Regions from separate parts of the Mus musculus genome. Here all the other regions are linked to region 1. The links are chromatin contacts, called in public Hi-C maps. All regions are on one chromosome and are shown on one strand. The core of a region is the stretch at or near the end of the contact, and the rest is flanking DNA. Distances in the headings are between cores, read along the strand shown.

Region 1 (2,722 bases), core at 78-2,577:
ATACATATACATATATATATATATATATGTATGTATGTATATATATATAAAAAGTTCATTGAGAAGGGAAGACACATTCTAAATGTTGGTGGGACCACTGCATAGTCTGGGATCTCAGCTCAGAATGAGTAAGAAGGCAGTGAATTGTGATCCATCTATCTTGTCTTTCTCACTGCAGATGCAATGTGACCAGCCACTTCAGGCTCTTTCCTACATGACTCTCTCTGTCTTTCCTTAAGTTGCTTTTTCTTGGATGCTTTGGCCCAGCCATGAGGTGAGTAGCTACTGTATGGCCTAAGCTCCTTCCACTAGCATCTTTTCTCACTCAAGCTGGACAGTTAGATGAGCATGAGAGTTTTTGGGCCCCCTGCCTAGGTGTGAGGCTCAGTTCTCCCACTACTGTAGAGCTAAGGACTCCGGGCAATTATGTTACCCCTTTTCTGCAGAAAATTCAACACTCCACCAACCCTGTGGGGAGACCAAAGGAGATGCCCCTCTGAAGCAGCCAGCCTGTGGTCTGCACATAGAGAATGCTGCATGACACCTCACCACCATCCTTCCTTGCTGAAACCATCATCTCCTCCTTTGGGCTTCACTCACTAACAGAATGTCATATGCACACACCTCTGTGTGTGCATATCTTCTATCCCCACCCGAGTTTTAGAATTATGTCTTGTGTGATATTCCTTTCCTCATGAGCATTTTACAAAACTGACTTTAGACTCCAAAATAATTTCAGTGTGAGGATATTCATCTGCAGTCCCTGCAAGGAGGCAGAAGGGGATTTATAGATGCGTTCTTCTCGGCATAACAATATCACGTTCACATTTTGGTCTTGATGCTCTTTGTTGCCTTGCTGAACTCTGGTGTTTTATTGTTCATCAATTAAGCCAAATCATAGTTAGAAGTCATGGCCAGGTCATCAGCTTAATTATTTAGAAGGAGTGGCACCCATTGGATGGAGTACTTTGGATTCACTCTTGCCTCTTTCTGAATGTTTCTTTCCTCCTGGACTTCTCTAGGGTACTCTTCAGCTGCCTTTGAAAGTATAGGCTCTGCAACAACCCTGGCACTTCCAAAGACTAGAATTGTCTTTCTCAGGGAACATTAAAAAAAAATCTTAACATGTTCTGGTTTCTAGGAGTTGAGGTCATTTAACAAGTCCCTGACTCTTTTGTAGAAAATAAGTTGCTCCACCCACCACTCACCCTGAGGTTCTACAGCAAACACTGACCAAGAACTCTGGAGATGATGGGGCTATGTGCTGGCATCTAAGAGAAGACAGGGGGCACTCCTTATCAAGAGAAGGCAGGGCTCAGAGCCTCGTCAGTGGGGTGAGGGTAGACTTGGCATGGCCATCCTCCGGTCCTGATGCTTTGCCTCGCAGTGAGCCTGCAGAGCCTTGTGTTTATTGATCTTAAATGACAAGCACAGTCTTTGGAAAGTTCAGCCATGAAGAACATACCCAGTCCCACAAACTCTGAGCACTTTACTGATGGGTTCTCTTCCCTTATGTTCACTTCCATACAGATTACCTGCTCTGCATCCAAAGGCTGCCATGCTATTCAGGCATGCTTCTGCCTTCTTCATCTTGGCCTTAGCACTTCTTGATAGGAGCATTTAGCTGTTTACATGGGGGAACCAAGAAGCAGGCTGGCCACACATGGGCCAGAGTCAATGGGCCATGCACATGCTGCCCTGCTTCTCCCTAGAGGAGGCCTGTACTCTTCCCCCCCCCCCCCCCCTGTACCAAGTCTTTAACATGGACTTCTCTAGCGAGCCTTTGTAAAGAGCTGATTTCAGGCTGATTCATGTTTAAAACTCAAGCTCAGAACAACGCTGCTGTGGCTGTGTGCCCCTGCCCTCAGGGTCTAGCATCAGGAAGAGATTCCCATGAAATAGCTGTCTCGGGTGACTGGCCTGGGTTGTATCCTTTACAGCTTCTTCTCCCCTGCTTCCTTCCCACTCAGACTTAGCCTTTCTGTCTCCTGAGTCCTGGTGTGAGGGAATATGCAGGTGGCTGCCCTAAGCTTTGTCCCACGTCTTTTAAGTGGGTGTTTAGCCAGTTGACACCATGGCTTGTGGTTAACTCGATTGAAGCACCTGCCAATCTGGGGCGTTCCTCCGTGAGAGCACAATGTGACCAGAACTCAGATTCTTCTGGAAAAGAGTGTCGCTAACCGAAAGCAATAAAATGGGGCAGGACTTCACGATGGGAAGGAAAGTAATCGTCATACATTGTCCTGCAGATTCTTTGTGAGTTATTTTTTCCTTTAGCTCCCATCTCTTTGGTCGCATTTCTTAAAGGAACAGACTGCACAGGCAAGAGAGTCGATGCTCATTAGAGGATGGAAGAGAGATCACAGTTGGAGAAGAATGTTCTTCAAGAGACAAGCCAAGGTTCTGGAGGCTGTTACTGACTGGCCAGGGAGAGAAATAATTGCCACTCTCTGGAGTAAGCTCAGATGTGAGAGCTAGGTATGAATGTCACGGAAGAGTTTCTAAGAAGGTGTGAGGAGTTGGCCTTAAATTGTTAGCAACAGACACAGAAAGCAAAGGAGAGCAATGGATAATACATAGAATTTCAATAAATTTCAATGGCCTCTCACTGTACTTACACATAAAAGAGACATTCAGTCAGATACCAGAGTCCAACCAGAGATGTCAGGGTCCAGCTCAGAATCAAAGTTTAGTCAGATACAAGCTCACAACCAGAGACACT
Region 2 (2,747 bases), core at 96-2,595, 670 kb after region 1:
TCAGAGAAAAAATGATTGTATGTGTGTTTGCTGTGTGTGTATGTGTGTCTGTGTGAGAGAATATGAGTGTGTATGTGTTTGCTGTGTCTGTGAGTGTGTATGTATGTGTGTGTGTGTGTCTGTGTGAGTATGTGTCTGTGTGCCAGTAAGTGTGAGTGTATGCTCTGTGTGTGTGTGAGAGTATGTGCCTATGTGTGTGAGAGAGAATATGTGCCTATATATGTGTGTGTGCTGTGAGAGAGAGAATGTATGTGTCTGGTGTGTGTGTGTGTGTGTGTGTGTGTGTGTGTGTGTGTGTGTCTGAGAGAGAGAGAGAGAGGGAGAGGGAGAGGGGGAGAGGGAGAGAGAGAGAGAAAGAGAGTTCTCTATCTTTTCTATCTCTGTTAGACATTGTCCCTCATGAAGAAATCAAAACTTTGAAGTTTTGGCATAAGTTTTCCACTCATGCATACATTCTAGATAAAAGGTGGCTGACCATCTGAGCACAAGGTACAAGTCTACAGTGGTTAGAGTGTGTGTATCCAACCCCACACTGCCAAACCACAGGGCACTTGGGAGAAGTGCAGCATCAGGCAATTTTGTCTTTGTGTGAACATGAGGCAGTAGCAGGGTACTTACACAAACTGAGATGAATAGTCGGCCAACAACTATGTTGTGTGGTATACACACATGTACAGATTAACATACATACACACCCAAACACACACACACATGCATATACACATGTGAGATACACAGACACAGGTACACACACACACACACACACACACACACACACACAAGATATATACAGACAATACACACACGAACACACCGTGACACAGAGACACAGAGGCATGCACACACTGTACATAGGCACACAACCACACCCCCCACACACACACACACACACGCTCACACGCACACTTGCACAAATGCCATGATGGGGAAATAGCAGGTGCCACAGGGGGCACAGGGGTAGAAATTAGCTGTGGAAAGATCAGTAAACACAGGGTTTGTGAGCCAGCGACTGCTGTGCTACAGTCGCCTTTGGCATGTAAATAAAAGTAGGTACGTTCTGAAATGACAGAAGGGGTGAGAGCCAGTGTGACATCTGCCCTATGCGCTATGTGGTGTGAAGCCCCACATCACTGAAACACTTTCACACAAGTGAGTGTGCAGTGTCTGTACAGAGGAGCATCTCGGGAAACACACAAACAACTCAATACCTTGAGGTAGCACGACCTCTTCAACCTTCCAGGATCACCATCACACACACCATGGTCCCTTGAAGACTCTAGCCCCCGTCTATCATGTGTGACTGAACATTTCAATCTTGCCAGACCGTGGAAAGACACAGGAAATGAACTCATTTGCTTTGCCCCACTTTCTGACTATGCTCAACCCAACCAGCTCTCAGCGGCTGGTGACTTCCCCAGGACATCAGCTCGTACCTGCTTTGAATCTCATGACCCCCTGCATCCAGTGACTGGCAGACACCCTGCTCCTGGTGTGGAGAACTGGATCGCCAACTGTGACACTTCGCCTGCTCATGTGCCACATGCGTGCTTCAGCAACCCATTGCATACCACTCACAAAACACAGATCCAGAGACAAAATGGTGAGGACCGGAGAGCCACCTAGAGCAAGCAGAAGGCCAAGGGTGGTCATTTGGGGCACATGACTTTCTGCAATCGCCCAGGCTGTGAAGCATGAAGCCAGCCCTGGACCCAGGGCTACTGTCTCAGCTGGTTTTTTCCTCAGCCACACACTCCAACCTGAGACCTGCATCTCTTCGGGTGCCAGAAGGCCAGTCCTCTGCAGCTGAGTAGGCTGCTGGCTTGTGGTAGCCTGCTACACACCAAGTAACTTGATGTTAGTTATTCATATTTCTTCCAGATGTTTAAATTTTTGTTCTGCCCAATTCTATTAATACGGGTTTTTAATTGATTAACCAAACCCCAGTCAGTAAGGTAAATACAGAGAAATAGTTCATGGCGAGGTACTGACCACCAGTCTTGTTGTCATGTTCTCCCCTTGACCAACAGAAGAATGATGTCTTAAGTCATTTTATTTTCAACTGAAAACAGATGGTGCCAAATAATTGTAGAATGATAGTCTTTGGGTAAAACAGTAAACCTACCCATAGACTGGTCAGGCTTTTTTGTTTTGTTTTCTTTGTTTAATCATTTCATATTTAGTTATTTGGGGAGTGGTATGTGAATGTCAGAGAGTACATGTGGATGGGGGGGTCAGAAGACAATGGCAGGACTCTTTCCTCTTTCCACCATGAAGGTACTAGGGACCCAGGGATCTGGCCACCAAGCACCTTTATCCACTGAGCCATCTCTCTCTGTCTGCCCTGCTTAGCAGCACTTGAGAACTCTGACAGTTTATAGTTCAGTTCTAAAATCATCAAAGCCTTTTTTTTATTTGTTGGAGTCTGTAGTATATGCTGCTGTAGCTCCTAGCCTAGGGAACCCTGGGTTTGTCCATCATGACATATAAGATGTAGGATAGATTTCCTGCCAAGTTTGTTCTATCCCCATGTATCTGAGTGACATGAAGGGGACTCTGTTCCTGGTGGCCACCAGTCCCTGGAGAAGCCAAGCTGGTGCCCCCTATCTATGACTACAAAGCTGGGGTTTGTGAATAGCTACATTCAGGGGAATCTGTGAGTCACTCCTAGTGATCCTCTGCTGTCCCTCACCTGAGATGCTGTCTCCTGCTGCCGCATCAGCAGCTCCAGAGTGTCATTTAGTGTCATT
Region 3 (2,981 bases), core at 327-2,826, 790 kb after region 1:
GGTGGGTAGATGGATGGATGGATGGATTAGCTAGGAATATGCTAAATGAATTGTAAGGATGCCAGCCATCTCTGGGATTCTGCTTCTCTATGAACTTGACTCTGCTCTTCCAAGCGCTGTGAAGTTTCTCCCTCCTGCCCTCTGTAAGAGGCACCATCTCTCCCTCGGTTCTCATCTTGCTGGTGATTCCTCTCTGAAGGAACAGCACAGTTTCCTGGCCCTCCTGCCTCATGGCTGGTCCACTCCTCCCTCTTCTTCACTCCTTTGCTACCCACACCACCTAGCCCGGGAAAAATTCTGCCTCTCCTGCTTCTCTCCTTGGGAGCGAGGAGACAAGCCGAGCCCTCCCTGCGTTCACACACATGACATTCAGCTCAGTCCCTGCCTTGGAGCTAAATTGGTTTCCAGGTTGAGCCTGTTTAGACGTCTTTTAAGCATCCTAGATGGTCTGCAATCAGAATCCGATGGAGCCGTTTTGAAGACTATTCAGGGCAGGCAATTAGTGGCTAAGGCATCACCTGCACGGAGCGTCAGCGTTTTCATCCTCCCGGCTTGAAAGTTACATGAGATTCGTTATGTATCTCCATCACATTAACATAAAAAGTCCCGTTCCTCTGGTTTTATCTCCAAAGCAGACAAGGGAATTTTTCTCATTTTAATTGCTGGACCTTGCAGCTCAGAATGGGGTGACTAAAGCTGTCCAGAAACTTCAGAGATGCCCCAAACCACAACGGGACGATTGGAAACTGCAGAGATCCCAGGATTTATATCTCGGGGGAAACCTTCAGTCGCAGCCAGCAACCGGGATATTCTGCTGTCAAGCTTGCTCTGTTGGTGGAACCCAGGCATCTGGTATCACCTTTAGTGTCTGAGGGCAAAATGGTTCAGCCCTGTTGCCTTAACCCTTTGCTATAGGCCCAGAAAAGGGAAGAGACTGACCTGAGATCATAAAAAGTTACCAAGGAAACCGATTGAGACTCCATCAAGCCCTTTCTTTGCCCTACATTGTCCCCTATTTGCCCCATGGCCCTCGGTTTGTTGTAAGCCTGAGCATTCGCTAACTTGTTCATCTGAACAATTTCCATGACTCAACCCTAAGCATTTGTTCCCCTGGCTTAAAGAGGAGAGTGTCTCTTCTCCCCTCCCCACCTCCCCAAAAGAGCTCACTCTCTGAGTTCTTAAGGTAAGAGATTGGACCATTTCAGCTCCACTATCCCTCTGGGTAAGAAGTACTAAGGCTTAAAGCCTGTGTTTCTAAGCCAACTGAGGGAAAGGCTGTGGGAAAAATAAGCAAAACAAACAAACAAAATGTCTTCCCTGGGAATTCTTGTTCCTTGGGCTCTAGAAAGCACTCGGGCCTGCCCTTCTCTCCTGCTCCCCATCACCAAGCAGTGCTCTGCTCCACTTCCGGTGCAGCGGTTCAAATTGTTCTTCCTGTTCTGTCATGTGACTGCTTCTTGGGAGGACATTGTCTGGTTTGGGCTAAAGACGTGATGGAGGGTAGCACATCGTCCTGGTTGTCTGGTCGCCTCAGCCTCCGTGGGCGGAACCCACAGAGCGCCTTGGCCATGAGGCTCCTACATTTCCCTCCCTTCCTTCCGCGCTCCCAGTGAACACTCACTAGCACAGCACTCAGCTCATGATGAGACTGGTGGGTGATTTCAGGTGGAATTCCCTTGTCGCTTTGAGATCAGGAACCCAGGAGGACCTTTCCTTCTTCCCATGTAGCTCACGTGGAGTTAGGAAAGCAGCGTAACTTCACCCGTGCAGACATACCCAGAAGCCTACAGAACCCCGACATCTTCCATCAGGCTGCTCTGCATGTGAACCAAAAGTTCCAGACTCTTTCACTGTGCAAGGCTTGACACTGGTGAACCCCAGAGACTGTTTCTTCCACTTGTTAACGCCTTGCATAAAGAAGGGAAGGGAAGGGAAGAGGAGGGGGCGGGAGGGGAGGGGAGGGAATCCTCCCTTGTGGCCATCAGAGCCGCTGTCTGACCTTGAACCCTCATTCAGGACCTGGAAAGCCAAGAGCAGCTGCTCAAGTGCACAGAGAAGCTGTCTGGGACCCAATACATTGGTTTCCAGTTCTGAGTCTCTGCCTGTCACTTTTCCTTCCTTTGTTCCTCCTTCCTGTCTTCCTCTTTCCTTCCTCTCCTTTCCTTTCTCCCCTCCTCCCCATCTTCTCTATTTCCTTCTTCCCCCATCTTTCTCTTTATCTCTCTTTCTCATACATGATCTTGCTATACACCCCAAGCTGGCCTGGACCCCAATATTAGAACCCAGGTTAACCTCAGACTTGAGACCTGGCTACTGCTTCCAGAATGCAGAGCTTAGAGACCATATTCCCCACCTCCCAGGCAAAACATAAATAAGTGGTTTCACGTGGCCCAACCCGGGATTTAACTGAACTCAGGATATGGTCACAGCATCTGCTAAACCCACGGCAGAGGTGCTTGACCATGACTGAGAAGGGAGCATAGCATGGAAGATCCGTGATTACCAGAGTTACCCTGGGCTGCCGTGAACTGCTTTTCATAGCCGTTTCCCCTCTTCATTTTAATTTTGCTGTTTGTTCTTGAGACAAGGCCTCACTGTGTATGCACATGGTGTATAGCCGGGGCTAAGAGCCTTTCCAAACCTCTCTGCTTCCTGGAAGTGGTTTTTTTTTCTCTCTCTCTCTTCCTGGCCATGGACTTAAAGCATAAATCAGAAGGGAAAACAGAGACCTTCAATCCCCTCTTAGAAATAAGCTGTCCATCCCCCACCTTTAAAAGACACAGAAAAGGACAAGGTTTGGAGATCAAGTTAAATGTCCCAATTTATTTTCATAACTTGAAACCAGAACAAACTTGGTTTTGAACAAATGAAATGGCAGACACATGCTGAACTCAACATTGTGACATTAAGGGGGAAAAAAGAGGCCCAAAATCTTGTACAGAGAAGAAACAATAAATATTTTTACTAAGCCATATTGAAAT

The links. A called contact is a pair of places that touch in the nucleus more often than the background predicts.
Region 2: a Hi-C map of double positive thymocytes shows a contact between it and region 1, with 2.1 times the contacts expected there. The contact joins two enhancer-like sites. A contact is called at or near these places in 5 of 484 Hi-C or Micro-C datasets (CD4 T cells, CD8 T cells, double positive thymocytes and 1 more) and 3 of 115 datasets of contacts at active chromatin or transcription factors (embryonic basal ganglia, regulatory T cell precursor and thymic regulatory T cells).
Region 3: a Hi-C map of Th2 cells shows a contact between it and region 1, with 2.0 times the contacts expected there. The contact joins two enhancer-like sites. A contact is called at or near these places in 8 of 484 Hi-C or Micro-C datasets (CD4 T cells, CD8 T cells, Th1 cells and 3 more) and 2 of 115 datasets of contacts at active chromatin or transcription factors (embryonic basal ganglia and thymocytes).

The regions. Positions count from the first base shown.
Region 1 is chr12:107,117,239-107,119,960 of GRCm38.p6, forward strand. No RefSeq gene overlaps it. Among named protein-coding and RNA genes, the nearest start is that of Gm52008, 7.5 kb to the left of the region's middle. Within about 2 kb of position 1,328, at least 30 of the 459 cell types and tissues checked have an H3K27ac peak or open chromatin away from gene starts, as enhancers often do. A contact at or near this core is called in CD8 T cells, Th2 cells, double positive thymocytes and 3 more, where this site is marked.
Region 2 is chr12:107,782,711-107,785,457 of GRCm38.p6, forward strand. No RefSeq gene overlaps it. Among named protein-coding and RNA genes, the nearest start is that of Gm33341, 40 kb to the right of the region's middle. Within about 2 kb of position 1,346, at least 25 of the 459 cell types and tissues checked have an H3K27ac peak or open chromatin away from gene starts, as enhancers often do. A contact at or near this core is called in CD8 T cells, double positive thymocytes, regulatory T cells and 2 more, where this site is marked.
Region 3 is chr12:107,907,600-107,910,580 of GRCm38.p6, forward strand. It overlaps Bcl11b (B cell leukemia/lymphoma 11B), which reads right to left. Exons shown (of 4, transcript NM_001079883.1): 4 at 2,804-2,981. Among named protein-coding and RNA genes, the nearest start is that of Gm33341, 85 kb to the left of the region's middle. Within about 2 kb of position 1,577, at least 11 of the 459 cell types and tissues checked have an H3K27ac peak or open chromatin away from gene starts, as enhancers often do. A contact at or near this core is called in Th2 cells, double positive thymocytes and regulatory T cells, where this site is marked.